Regions from separate parts of the Mus musculus genome. Here region 2 is linked to region 1. Evidence: chromatin contacts called from public Hi-C data. All regions are on one chromosome and are shown on one strand. Each heading gives the region's core, a stretch centred on a gene start, on an enhancer-like site or on the middle of the called end of the contact. The rest is flanking DNA. Distances are from core to core; before and after follow the strand shown.

Region 1 (7,319 bases), core at 1,316-3,815:
CCCAGATCGGGGGATGTTAGGTGCTTTGCCTTTCTCATGTCAACTGCACACATTCACTCAGGGTTCCTCTGCACCCTATAATGCCACCTGGACTAGGGTGTGTCTTCCCCCTCTCCACTAACAAAATCTAGATAATCCCTCATAGACACATGGAAGAGAGCAAAGAGCTTGTCTCTTTGGTGATTCTAGCTAGAACCCTGTCAAGTTGACAAAGGATATTAGCCATCACAGGTGCAGAGAGGGGCACTCAACACTTCCTTCACATCCCAGGAGAATTTTTAAAGACAAGGAAGGAAAGCCCTGTCAGCCATCTTCTTTCTTTGATCTTCATGCTGATTCATACTGTGGTGTTGGGGCTGGGGATGTGATTCAGGAGCATTGTGCTTACCCTGCTAGGGTACAATAAACAAAACATTGTCATGTTGCCCTGGTAACCTCGTGCTGCAAATGACCCACATAGGTAATTTCCTGTTGAGATGGGGGTGGGGGAGACATATTACAAAGTGGCACCTAAATGTGGGTAGATTAGCACACACATGGAAGAACAGGAAAAGGAGAGGGTTATTCAGTGTATTGTTTATTTCATGCTGGAGCAAAGGGGAAAATAACTATTGTAAAGTGAATTATGTCTTATATGAAGTCTACCTGGTATAAAACTGAATCTTACTGACTACTTTGTAAGATTTTTCTTAAGTCTGAGTTTTGTTCCTTCATGTATCCAGAGTATCCGCACACCTGAGTCAGTCTTCTATTTCACCTTTATTTCCCCAAATCTCTTTTCTTTTCTTTTTTTATTTTAAAGCAGGGTTTCTCTGTGTAGCCCTGGTTGTCCTGGAACTCTCTCTGTAGACCAGGGTGACCTCAAACTCACAGAGAAACGCCTGCCTCTGTCTCCTGAGTGCTGGGACTAAAGGTGTGCACCATCACTGCCTATTTTCCCAAATCTTTCTGTATTAGTAGTTATCGCCACACAATCAACCAGTGTTGAAGATAATAGTAAACATTTATTTTTGATACTGCAGATTAAACCTTAAACATTTATTGTATCATATTTTTGTGGGGCTGAATGTGGGGAATGGCTTAGCTAGCTGATTCCGGCTTGGCTTATTTTACAAGGTGATTGTCAAGATGCCAGCTGGAAGCTGTAATTGCAGCATGCCCAAGACTGAGGCAGGAAGATCAAAAAACTGAGGCTATTCAGGGCTTCATGGGGGCTACAGCCTATCTTTAAAAGAAAACAATGAAGATTCCACAATGAAACCCATTTGTATCTTAACCTAATTTTTAAATTCTACCTGTTTTTGTAGCACATGTCTGTATTGAATAATGGGGGAAAAAAGCATTTTCCAACTTTCATCAATAGAAACAAAACAATCTGGCAACGCCTTCATGTTTGAATAGAACAAGATGACCTCACCATCAGTTGTCTTTTGTTTTGGTTTCTGTCCAAGAGTCTGCACATGACAGGCAGTAAGGATGTCTCCTGCTTGTAAAGGAATATAAAGAGGATGGTAGTTCCTTAACAGTAAGAACACTTTTGTCACCTAAGAAAATATTTGAAAGTAAAAGTGAACCTTTGAGCCGGGTGTGGTGGCGCACGCCTTTAATCCCAGCACTCGGGAAGCAGAGGCAGGCAGATTTCTGAGTTCGAGGCCAGCCTGGTCTACAGAGTGAGTTCCAGGACAGCCAGGGATATACAGAGAAACCTTGTCTCGAAAAACAAAAACAAAAACAAAAACAAAAACAAAAAGTGAACCTTTACAATTCATACCATTGCATCCTCTCTGTTCCTGGCAAACTCGTGGCAGTCATTGCAATTGTTAAGGAAAAAAGAACGTTGGGCATACAATATGGAATAGGTCCGCAGTTTGGTTTTGACATCAGTTTTGTGATCTTGGTAAAGTTTATTCTTAATTTTTAATGTCTATATAATGGATAGTAAAGAAAGAAGAGGGACTTACTCTTAGGTTTTGTTTTGTTTTTTTTCACCAAAGAGCTTGGCACATTCAACATGAAATACGTCTCCCATACAGCCTCGGTGTCCCACCCTTCATAGTTAGTCTTTGTGTGTCTTGAGCCACTCCTGCAAACTCCAAGCTTAGAGTCCCAGACTGGTCCACATGAAAGTTGTTCATTGTCTTTATCAAAAAGCCAATGAAATCTTTTTTCGTGGGTTGTGAATGGGCACTCCCTCGCCAGGCTGACATCTTTGTAACTCCTTTCTTTTCTCCCAATACCTTCGGGTTTCCCGGCCCTAGTTAGCAGCTTAGGTTAGGGGACAGCGCCCATTTCCCAGATCCTGGCAGCTCTAGGTCTGAGCAGGCGAGTAGACCTTAAGCAATGACCCGGCCTCACGATTCTCGACGCGACCGCCTCAGTGACAAAGCATTACCAATTTTCTTCCAAAGGGCCCAACTCTGTGGCCATAAGCACGCTGAGCTAGGAGAACACCTACTGAAGTCGGCTCTCAGAAGCACTGCGCCTTACATCTCTCCTCAGGACAGGCCGGCCGTTGCAGCGGAGGCTGGAACTACGAGTCCCAGAATTCCCAAGCACACGCGCACTGTCATTGTGATGCTCCTTTCCCGGTAACTCGCCCTCTCAGGCAAACCTGAAGATAGCGGCAATTCTCCGGTGGGGGGCGGAGACACTCTCGGCCCAATTCTCCGCCCCCTTCCTGATAGGCAATGGGACTAGCCAACCGACGCCACAGGCTGGGAACGTGCTCTCCAATCAGCACCCGCGGCGGAGAGGTGGGCGGTGCGCGCTGGCAGGGCGGGTGGGCTAGGCTGTGCGGCTTGCGGGGGGGAGAGTAACGTCGGGCCGGGTCAGCGGGCGCTGCAGTAGTCGCCGCAGCGGCGATGGGAGCGGTAGGGACGAGGAGGCGGCGGCGGCAGGAGGAGGAGGAGGAGCAGGGGCTGGCACGAGAGCAGCGGCCCGGGACAATCCGCAGCAATACCCGCAGCCGCTGCCGCCGCCTTTAGACGCGGACGGCATCCGAAGGGACCGCCGGCCGTCTAAGCCGCGCTCCGGTCCCGCCGCAGTGGGCGGCGGGGGATGGGCAGGCGGTGGCGGGCCCGCCTGCTGAGCGGTGACTCCTGCCGGTGCGGACCCTGAGCTAGACCCTCGTCCTCCGTCAGAGATCCTGCGTCCGCCGCGGCCCAGGTAGGACACACCCCCGAGCCCCAGGGCGTCTCCAAGAAGCTTCCCTGCGCCCGCCTCATCCCTCGTTCAGCTCAACCGAGGCGTGGAGGGGAGACTGCCCGAGACCCCTGGGTTTCTTATGCCCACGCCCTGAGGCGACGCCAGACCCAAATTGATCCTCATCCCACAGATCTTTCTGGTTCTGCCCCATTTCCCCGGAGGCTTTGGGTGCCTTCCCTGAACTTGGAGGTTCATGAAGCTGCTTCGTCTGTTTCTGTGGGTGACCCATATATCACTTGTACTCATGACTCTTCTGGCTACCAGGACCGAGCAGAGAGGAGTCTTTTGAAATTATGAGCGTTTCATTCTATCTTGCTTTTCCCACTGTAATGGAAGAGTGACGGGACTACCGAATCTCATTTGTGTGGTAACAAGGAAGGCCGGGACTTTGTAGTATTGAAGTAATGACCAGAGGGATTTGCTTTGACAAAGATGATGCTGTTGATACGCGGGGATGCCAAAAGAGGGACAAAAGAGCCTACATATACGCACTGTCGAGTCAGAGAAGTAAATAATCATGGGGATGCTAGGATACCTGATCCTTAAATGAAGTTCATTTTGTTTCAGTTGTGGCGCTGCCTTAGAGGTAAAAATGACATTGAGTTGTACTTTGCTTTGGATTAAAGTTGATAGGCTTCTCTCCCCTAGCTTTGGAAGCTGTCCTTTAACATTTAAAGAAGACAATTCTATTTTAACCTGTATATGATGGGAAGATGTTATTTAGTAGAATTGAATGTGTGTGAGAGAGTGTATTGTGAATGGACTCAAACTCTCAAATACAAGGAGGATTCAGGCTGTGTTTTGTTTCAGTGTTTGGTTTTGAGCCATTAATAGTTGCAGTGACATTAAACATGGACTTGCCAGGATAGACTGCAAAGATGTATCTGTTTTCTTTCAGCAAAGTGGACTAGAATAACATTCATTTAAGGAGTAAAAAAAATGAGGATTTTTTAAAAAGTATTGAGTGGGTTGAATACTTTTTACTTTTTATGTTGCGATTTTAAAGAAGCTGCAATGGTGACAGATATAACAGTATGCCATCTTGGAGAATCTATCCTGATGAGGATTATGATCTATTAAAAATTAAAGCATAATGAAAGAACTCTTTAACGCAGAAGCTTATATTTCCTGTATGATGAATTTTTATAGACACCAGAAAGGATGTTTGAAGCATGACTACAAAGGAAGGTTTCTCTAATAGTTTAACTTTATAATGGAGTGTTAGAAACTGATTTTCCTCTTTCAGTTTTGGACACATAAGAGACATTAAGGCTCATACATAACTTCATTTTATTTATAATTTCAAACTGAAACAATTTAATTATGAATAGAAAGCTGACTTAGAGATTGTATCTTGTTCATCATCTTGTATATGGTTCATGTATCATTGAATTCCATGTTGTATATGACTTCAGGTTCTCTTGTTAGGTACTGTTTTTTTTTTTTAATACCCCAGGAAAGCTGAGCAATTATGTAGGACTTCATATATCCTTAAATGTCATGTAAGAAATGAAGTTTGTATAATTTAAAAAATTCTAGGGAGCAATTTACACATAAAGATGCATTCAAAATGTGATAGTCATCGGTTGTTTAAAAGTGTTGAGATTTTTACTTTGTGTGTACCAGTGTTTTATCTGAACATGTATGCAGTGATAAACTATTGGTTTTTCAAAGCATAGTTAACACAGCTTAGTTCTGATTATGGAATTTAAGTTTCACTTTGTTGGCAAGCAGGAAGTTTTTTGTATGCTATACAACTTTTACAAGTGACACCTATGGATGATGTTGCTTTGTGGTTTAGAGGCAGAATTATTATGTAGTCCAGGCAGGTCCTGAAGCCCCAGGAATCCTTCTGACTGGGCCTCCCAAGTGCTGGAATTACAGGTGTTAACTACCATTTTAATGCCGTGCTGGGGTTCAAACCCAGGGCTTCATGCATTCTAGGCAAGCACGCTACCAACGGAGCTGTAACCCCAGCTTTACATTTTATTTTGAAAAAGGATCTTCCTAGTTTGCCCAGACTGGCCTGGGTCTTGTGATCTGCCTGTGTTTGTCACCTGAGTAACTAGGATTGCAAGCATGCACCACCACACCCAGCTCATTGATCTTTTTTTTAAATGTGTATTTGTTTTGCCTGCATATATGTAATTGCATTGTGTGAATGCTGCCTAGTGCCCAAGGAGGCCAGAAAAGGTGCTAGATCATCTACTGGAGCTAGCTGGACGATTGTAAGCTGCTTTGTGAGTGCTGGGAACTGAATCTGGGCCTTTGGAAGAGTAGACAGAGCGCTTAGCTACTAACCCAGCTCTCTAGCGCTCACTTTTTATCCATCCATCCATCCTTTCTTCCTTCCTTCCTTCCTTCCTTCCTTCCTTCCTTCCTTCCTTCCTTCCTTCCTTCCTTCCTTCCTTCCTTCCTTTCTTTCTTTCTTTCTTTCTTTCTTTCTTTCTTTCTTTCTTTCTTTCTTTCTTTCTTTCTTTCTTTCTGTTTTTCTGTTTTTCTGTTTTGTTCCACTTCAAAATAATTGCCTTAAAAAGTAAAGTTGAGTTGTTTTCCTTATTTAAGTCATGTGATCTTCTCAATATTGTATTTTTGTTAATATTTGTCTGCAACTTTCTGCATTGCATGTGTTGTATGTTATGAAGTATATTTGTACAGTTTGTTTCTTTTCTTTTTCTCCACTCTCTCTCTTTGTCCATTAAGTACCTCAGCTTATACAGTATCTAAACATGGTTTTTATTAACATTTTCCAATACCTAGTAAAACAGAGATAAAGGAAGAAAAGTAGGAAGAAGAAACACCAAAGAGAAAAGTGTAAGCTATACTGATAATGATATTTGATTTTAAAAAATCACTAGGGCTGGTGAGATGGCTCAGTGGGTAAGAGCACCCGACTGCTCTTCCAAAGGTCAGGAGTTCAAATCCCAGCAACCACATGGTGGCTCACAACGTGTCTGAAGACAGCTACAGTGTACTTACATTAAATAAATAAATAAATAAATAAATAAATAAATAAATAAATAAATATCACTAGATGCCTGGCGGTGGTGGCACACGCCTTTAATCCCAGCACTTGGGAGGCAGAGGCAGGTGAATTTCTGAGTTCCAGGCCAGCCTGGTCTACAAAGTGAGTTCCAGGACAGCCAGGACTACACAGAGAAATCCTGTCTCGAAAAACAAAAACAAAAACAAAAAACAAACAAACAAATCACCTAGATGTTAAATGACATGATAAGCTGAATTTGGACTCCCTTTCTGTTGAATTTTCATGGCATGTAATGAATTCAACAATATTCAGGGCTGGTGAGCTGGAGAGATGGCTCAATGTTTAAAAGCACCTGCTCTTCTTACAGAAGACCTGTGTTCCGTTTTCAGCAGCCACATGGTGGTTCTCAACCATCAATAGCTTCGGTTCTAGGGGGTCCAGTGCTGCCTTCTGACCGTCAGGGCACCAGACCCACATGTGCACAGACATACATCCATGCAGACAAAAGTATCATTCATATATGTACCTATATGTATGCATACATACATATATATAAATTATTCAAAGCAATCTCTGAATCTTTGAACAGTGAGTTATTGTAATAAATGCTTACAACCATTTTTAATACTTGCTAAGCATTTTCCATGTTATACTGCTGTGGGTTAAAGATTGAACAGTAGACAAAAGAGAAATATCTCTTTACTTTTGAGCTTATGATACACTTTTGAGCAAACCTGTAGAAACAGATAATTATACAAGTTTCATGTATTATGAAGAGAAAGTGTAGCCATGATCTTGTGACAAGTGTTTGGAGAAGAGAAGTTTGTTCAAGAGAAGTCTCTGTTTTATTAACCCTACCCTCTGTGTAGTCCGGTCTGTCCTGGAACTCACTCTGTAGGCCAGGCTGGCCTTGAACTCAGAAATTTGCCTGCCTCTGCCTCCCAAGTGCTGGGAAAATGTTTTATTTCAATGTCCCTCTCTCTCTGTCTGTCTCTCTCCTCCATCCCACCTCTGGTGAGTTCAGTGTATGTGTGTGTAGGCTCCCAGCCAAAGCATGCATGTGAAGGTTTGAAACCCTGTGTTTGCATTAGCTTCAGAGATCGGTGGAAATAGTTTCACTCTATTTAAA
Region 2 (7,319 bases), core at 1,400-3,899, 180 kb after region 1:
TTGACAGTATTGTTTTACATGGAAAATAAAATTAAAAGGGGCATTTTTATGAGTCCAGGCTGCCGGGGGGAAGAAACACTTGGTAGCAGAGTCAGAGAATGCCGCTGACCATCTATCAGCCATGCCTGTTCAGGAGAGTTCTTATGTCTCTCCTCATCAGGATTTAAGTTAGCAGACACTGTGAGGAATGAGTTACAGGCCCCAGACCTTAGCATAACTGACACCATGCTAGAAGTACAGAGGCACCGCTCGGACTAAGAGCCTAGCGTGTAGACCTTAACACCTGCCAAAACGAGAACAAAGGCCTAATCCACGCAAGTCCAGAGTTCCAAGAAAGTCACTAAACATACTATCCTTCTGTTTTGGCTTCTGGAGTTCCTCTTCTTGGCTGACTGTTCTTGCTAAGGTGTGTTAAACCAAGATGTGGAGGCTTTGTTTGTTTGTTTGTCTTTCTGTGCTTAAAAGCTCACCCTGACAGCTGGAGAGATGGTTCAGAGATTAAGAGCACTGGCTGCTCCTCTAGACATCCTGAGTTCAATTCCCAGCAACAATGTGACAGCTCACATACATGCAGACAGAGCACTACATACATAATAATTAAATCTTTGCTTAGTCAGCATCAATTGTTACCTGTCAGATCTGTCAGAAGAGCTTCTCTTGACCACACACAGAGGTTCAGTTGCCTACATGTCCCAGGAGTCTTTTTTTTTTTTTTTACAGTTTATTCTTTTTGGTTTTTTAATACACGATTTCTCTATGTAGATGTCCTAGAACTTACTCTGTAGACTGGCTGACCTCGAACTCACAGAAATCCACCTGCTAAGATTACAGGGGTCTTTCCTCCTCCTCCTCCTCCTCCTCCTCCTCTTCCTCTTTTTGGTGTTTTGAGACAAGGGTTTCTCTGTGTAACCCGGTTGTCTCCGCTCTCCTGGAACTTGCTCTATTGAGCAGATTGGCTTCACCTGCCTCTGCCTCCCAAGTGCTGGGACTAAAGGTTATATACCACCATGCCTGGCTTCAGGGGTCTTCTCAATAGCTGTATCTAGCTACTTTATAAACCTTTGTCACAACGTGCAATTGTTTGCCTCATGACACTTTCAGCAGAATTTAAGCTTGCCTGTGAAGCTTGCCATGTCATGTCAGCAATGTCCAGCACAGTAGCCAGCACACAGAAAACCTTCACTTCACATGCTGAGAAAGTTATCAAACATTAGGAGAACTTCCTAAACTTCAGGGGGCTCTCCAATTCCCACGATCACAGAAGCTCACCTTGGACGTAGGGTCCCATCTCTGGGTGCTCCCTGACCCTTAAGGTATAGGACTTATTTTGATTGGATTGTTTCAAAAGATCTCTCACCCGTTCGTTGTAGATTTCTAGGAAGCTAAAGACACAAAAAAAGGCATGGCCATTAGATTCTGTAGAAAAAGGAAAAATACTAAACTGAGAACCACAAGGTTTCCTGTTCTGGCTCTGATAACCTTAAGACTTCAACCAAGCCAGGGCATCAGTCATGAATGCTGGAAATAAAACAACCCTTTGCAAAAGCGGTATATGTGCTTGTGGTAATTTGAATGAGAAATGCTTACAGTCTCAGGCATTTAAATGCTTGGCCCCTAATTCACCAACTAGGCACTATTTGGGGGAGGTGAGGGAGGTTGTGGTGCTTTGAATGAGAATGGTTCCCATACACCACAGGCTCATAACTTAAACGCCTCATCTCAAGGTCCACTACTAAGCCAACAGAGGAAATTAAATGTGAAGGTCCCACCCTTGGCCTTGCTGTCAGCTGGACAACTCTAATCTGTTCTACACATCAAGACTGTGAACAAGATGTTATACTGTCTAGAGATCTATTTCATTTTTAACTAAACCAATAATGATTACATATAACAGGAAGGGAAGAGAGGAGGTGAGAAAGGAAGGAGAATACAAGGTTTAAAGAAAAACTAATAAAGTCAGGCAGTGGTGGTGCACACCTTGAATCCCAGTACTCAGGAGGCAGAAAGTGTGCTGATGTCTGTGAGTTTGAGGCTAGCCTGGTCTACAGAGTTAGTCCTATGACAGTCGGGATATGCAGAGAAACTGTCTCAGAAAAGAAAGAAAAAAAGGAAGGAAGGAAAGATGGTAGGAAGGAGGAAGAGAGGGGGGAAAAAAGAGGGCTAGAGAGATGCACTGACTGCTCTTCCAGAGGTCCTGAGTTCCATTTCCAGCAACCACATGGTGGCTCACAACCATCTGTAATGGAATCTGATGCCCTCTTCTGGTGTGTCTGAAGACAGCGACAGTGTACTCATACAAATAAAATTATTAAAAAAGGAAGATAGAAAGAAAGGAAGAAAGAAAAGAAAAGAAAACCTAGTAATCATATATCAATATTTTTCTCAATGCAGCTTGGTAAAACTTTGTTTTGCTAGGCCATAGAGGATCATGCTTATAACTACAACACTTGGGAGGGTAAAACAGCAGGATAAAGGGTCTGAGGCCAGCCTAGGTTACATAGCATGATGCTGTCTGACAAAACAAAACAAAACAAAACCTTGTACCTAGCACTAGTCTGGAAAGTCGGTCTGAAATCTCCAGAATGAGCCAACAAGGGTTAGGAGGGGAATCCCAAAAGCAAGAGTGAGACAACAGGAAGTGAGGGGAACAGAGGCACAGGAGGAACCTGATGGGCTAGTCCGGGGCAACCCAAAGGCTTAGTATGTGTCCCATTTCCTATACTGCATGATGTGTCCTCTGCGGATTTTCTCCACCCCTCTGCTGACCCTGACGTGAAAGGAGCTGGGGATGGAAATGGGACATCTGGGGTCTGGGGCTTGAGCTCTTACCTTACTTTTATGCTACGGGAACAAGGCTGAGAGGCACAGTCATCCTCCCTGATGAAGAGACCCTGCACAGACCAGAGCGTTAGGCTTTACTGAAGGAAGCTGACATAGGAAGCCCACGGGGGGAGGACGTGACCCAAAGAGAATCTATACCTCACATATCCTCGGAGTCAGCCCAACAGAGGCCTGGTGACAAGAAAAGGAAAGCATTACTGTTGACCCACACTGCCCACATGCCCTCATCTTACCACAAAGCACCTGGAGTCCCTGAGCACACAGGGTGGCTGTGTGTGCGAGCTAGCCTATACAGCAGTGTATAGAAGACTACTTGCTGGCACTTTCAGGAGAGACTAACAAAAGGGACGGACATACAGACGAGGGGCAGATTATCACCATAAGACAAATAAGAGAAGCAGGAAACCTAGGCATATGCTTTCCTGCAGTGAACTTCATCGTGCTTAGATGAGTTCACACTACTAATGTGGTCCCTTCTAGATCCCTACTGCTACCCCTAGACACTGGACACATGAACGAACACCCTCTGCAAAACTGTGCAGAAATTCAAAGAAGCTGCTATTTCCTCTACCTCATATCCAGAGGTTTAAAGTTTTATTCTCCTTGGTTCATTGGGCAATTTCTTCTTCTTCTTTTTTTTTTAAAGATTTATTTATTTATTTATTTATTATATGTAAGTTATTATATGTAAGTACACTGTAGCTGTCTTCAGACACTCCAGAAGAGGGAGTCAGATCTTGTTACGGATGGTTGTGAGCCACCATGTGGTTGCTGGGATTTGAACTTCCGACCTTTGGAAGAGCAGTCGGGTGCTCTTACCCACTGAGCCATCTCACCAGCCCCCAATTTCTTCTTTTAATTTCAAATATCTGAAACCACACTACTCATGGACAAAGGAAACAATGAGGAAACACTTCACAGAGAAGTGGCTATTTCAGACTGTCCCTATGCAAGGTTATCTGTCAACCACTGCCCAAGTCATCTCATTGGCATACTTCTAAATCTAAAACAAAGGATAGACTTGTTTGTTTGTTTGTTTGTTTGTTTTGCAAGGCAGGATTTCTCTGTATAACAGTTCTGGCTGTCCTGGATTTATTTTATAGTCCAAGCTGGTCTTGAACTCACAGAGATCCTCCTGCCTCTGCCAGGATTAAAGGTGTGCACTACCACACCTAACATCAGAAAAGGTATTATTAAGAATGCTATCCTTGGGCTAGAGAGATGGCTCAGTGGTTAAGAGCACTGACTGCTCTTCCAGAGATCCTGAGTTCAAGTCCCAGCAACCACATGGTGGCTCACAACCATCTGTAATGAAATCTGATGCCCTCTTCTGGTGTCTGAAAACAGCTACCGTGAGTGTAGTTGACATGGTGGCACATGCCTTTAATCCCAGCACTTGGGAGGCAGAGGCAGGCGAATTTCTGAGTTCGAGGCCAGCATGGTCTATAGAGTGAGTTCCAGGACAGCCAGGGCTACACAGAGAAACTCTGTCCGAAAAAACAAAAAAAAAAAAAAAAAAAAAAGTTCACTTCAGTGCCAATACTCACTGGAGTCCCCAGCATGGTATATGTCTTCCCAGAGCCTGTCTGCCCATAGGCAAAGAGACATATGTTGTAGCCTTTGGCTGCTCCAGACAGTACTTCAGTTCCCAAGTCCCGGAACACCTGTAACAACAAAAGCAGACAGCTTGTCATTGGCCCATTTTCCCAGAGCACATTTAGAAATATTTTTAATCTAAAAAATATAAGATATTGAATCTAAACTCAATCATTTCATAAGAATCAATTCAACTTCAGGAAAAAGATTGTAACGGAAAAAATTTTTAAAGGTGCATATTTTCTAGTACTTTCTAAAGATTTATTTTTAATTATTTCTGTATATATGCATGTAGAGTATTACACACAATCCCATAGGATTGAAGTTACAGACAGTTGTGAGCTATCTGAGTACTAGGAACTGAACTGGGTCCTCTGAAAGACCAGTGAGTATTCTTAAGGGACTGAGCTGTATCTCAGCCCTGGTGTTCCTTAGTCTAACAAAAAGAATCTAAGGCAGGACAAAGATAAAAAAGCAAAACTATACATTTCCTCCTCATAGGGAAATGCTTACTTGGCTAAGGGTATGGTGATAGTGAAACTCAACCCAGAAAGATAAACTCAAGGCCTGAAGACCCCACAGGACCAGTTTAGCTCAAAAGTTAGGGAAAGTTGTCCCTGAGGGTCCGTCTTCTGACTGCCCCTGAGAGCTGGCAGGTTCTGCTAGACAGTCACTTCAGCTGAGATCAGGTTCTGTGACAAATTCAGAAGCCTCCAGAAGTCCTCCTGTGGAAACTGGGCTTTAAGTTCCTAGGTTTCCCGAAACCTCAACCGAACTCTGCTAGGCAGCACTGAGCACTTGTGGCCACGGATGCTGGTCTTGGTGGAAAGCAGAACCCAGTTCTCCACCTCAGCGCCCTCTTCACTTACTGACTGCTGGAACAGTGACATCTGAGAGGAGGCTACCAACCAGGGAGACTTTCCAAAGAGGGACAAAAGCAGACAGCAGTTGACAAACTCTCCCAGAGGAGCAATCACAGAGGCAGAAGTGTGGTAGATGGCGCTCTGCTGCCTGTTCTGTGCTGTGATTGGATCCCTGATGCCTAGGGGGTACCACTGTGTTCCTGATCTTTATTTTTTTTTCAACTTCCCTTTGAATTCTGACTCATCTGCTATGGTACCAAATTGTAGTGTGGGTCATATACTTCAAAGCAGGGTGATCCTGGGCAAGTTTTGTAAGCTTCAGTTTCTCTAGCTGTAAGATAGATCAGTATCACACAGACTGATGTCACACATAAAACCAGGGGCAACCAGAAATAGACAGCAGCTAAATCAGGACTGCACAGCTCTGTATTTTAGCAGCTGCAGCTATGCTTCTTGGCAGAGAACTATTTGTTTTTGTTTGCTTTTTAATGCTTCCATTATCTGGGCAAAAGGCCATAGGAAGCCAGCATGCAGTAAAAGACTGAAGCTCCCATGATCTCTCTTGCAGATCTCTCTAGTCACACTAACTCCATGTTAGCAAAGTTAAAGATCAGGTGAGGTCTTGTTTGCCTCCTAAAGCCAGAGAAGGTGAAATTCTTGAGTGTGAAGAAGTATTAGTATTTGCTGCATTAGATTAAATGAGTTAATTACCATCCACTAATTATTTGGAAAATCTTCCACAGAACAACTTCCTAGGACAAGAGCTGGGAAGGGAGGTGGAGACAGCAAAGAACCGTATCTAAATATAAACGGGTTTTTTTTTCTGCCCACAGTTTATGATCAGCTGAGCAGAGAAAAGAGAGAGTGAAAAACAAACAAAAAATTTTGTCCATATTTTTCCCATAATTAATTTATTTGTTTTATATCCCAATCAAAGCCCCCACTCACCTCCTGGTCCCCACTTCACCCAGCCCCTACCTACCCCCACCCCACCCCCTTCTCCTCTTGGGTATCACCCTACCCTGGCACACCAAGTCAATACAGGACTAAGTGCATCATCTTCTACTGAAGCCAGACAAGGTGGCCCAGTTGAGGAATTGGTCTACAGGCAGCCAACAGAGGCTGGGACAGCTCCTGCTCCAGCTGTGGAGGGACCCACATGAAGACCAGGTGCACATCTGCTACATATGTGTGGTGGGCCTATGTCCTCTTTGTCTATATTTTTATCCAAATGCAAATAACTGCCTATATGTTTTCTAAAAGCATCTTTGAAGAAAGCACTTTGCCTAATGATAAAAGATGTCAACAAGCATCTGAGCTTTATCCAAAAATGACAGAGCCTGTTAAGATACAGCTGTTAGACTTAGCACATCCAATCCCGGAAAACCTACCACCTTAGAAAGAGGAAAATGGGCAAAGAACCTGTGTCCCACTCTACCCAGGTTAACACAACGAAGCAGATGTAAGCAGCTCACTATGACAACCTAAAAGTTAAAGTAAGACAGTGAACTGCTGTGTGCTGCAGGCTCCCATTCAGGAGAGATAGGCAACTTCATCTATCTATCTATCTATCTATCTATCTATCTATCTATCTATCTATCTATCTATCTATCTATCTACCTTTAACAGTTCAAGTAGTAGAAAGTATATAATACAGACTAACCACAACCTTTTGTTTTCTTTGTTTGTTTGTTTGGTTTGGTTTTTTGAGACAAGGTTTCTCTGTGCAACTCTGGCTGTCCTAGAACTAGTTTTGTAGACCAGGCTGGCCTCAAACTCAGAGAGATCCATGGGCCTCTTGCCTCCTGACTGTCGAGATTAAATGGGTACACCACCAGACTTGGCTGAGACATGCCTATATGCCTTTCTCAAACCCAACTAGAATCACCAACACTGTTAACAATTCCATGACAATCGCTTAAGATCCAAACATAGGGATGACCTATATATTACTAAAGGAACTTGCCACTGGTAAGTTTCTTTGGTCTGGATAGATTTTTGTTCTGTTAGAATTATGTT

What was found. A called contact is a pair of places that touch in the nucleus more often than the background predicts.
Region 2: a Hi-C map of Th1 cells shows a contact between it and region 1, with 2.0 times the contacts expected there. The contact joins the enhancer-like site here to the promoter of AV039307 in region 1. A contact is called at or near these places in 2 of 39 promoter capture datasets (embryonic stem cells and stem cell-derived epiblast-like cells), 1 of 15 datasets of contacts at CTCF or cohesin (pro-B cells), 6 of 484 Hi-C or Micro-C datasets (the G1E-ER4 cell line, Th1 cells, adipose-derived mesenchymal stem cells and 1 more), 6 of 115 datasets of contacts at active chromatin or transcription factors (the SCID.adh cell line, embryonic stem cells, large pre-B cells and 1 more) and 4 of 9 other capture datasets (adipose tissue, embryonic stem cells, liver and 1 more).

What each region holds. Positions count from the first base shown.
Region 1 is chr2:120,845,902-120,853,220 of GRCm38.p6, reverse strand. It overlaps AV039307 (expressed sequence AV039307), which reads right to left and starts at 2,565. Exons shown (of 4, transcript NR_038350.1): 1 at 2,456-2,565. It overlaps Ttbk2 (tau tubulin kinase 2), which reads left to right and starts at 2,803. Exons shown (of 16, transcript NM_001024856.2): 1 at 2,803-3,165.
Region 2 is chr2:120,662,066-120,669,384 of GRCm38.p6, reverse strand. It overlaps Stard9 (START domain containing 9), which reads right to left. Exons shown (of 33, transcript NM_001370940.1): 4 at 4,389-4,505; 5 at 2,980-3,012; 6 at 2,830-2,891; 7 at 1,270-1,382. Among named protein-coding and RNA genes, the nearest start is that of Stard9, 37 kb to the right of the region's middle. Within about 2 kb of position 2,649, at least 9 of the 459 cell types and tissues checked have an H3K27ac peak or open chromatin away from gene starts, as enhancers often do. A contact at or near this core is called in Th1 cells, where this site is marked.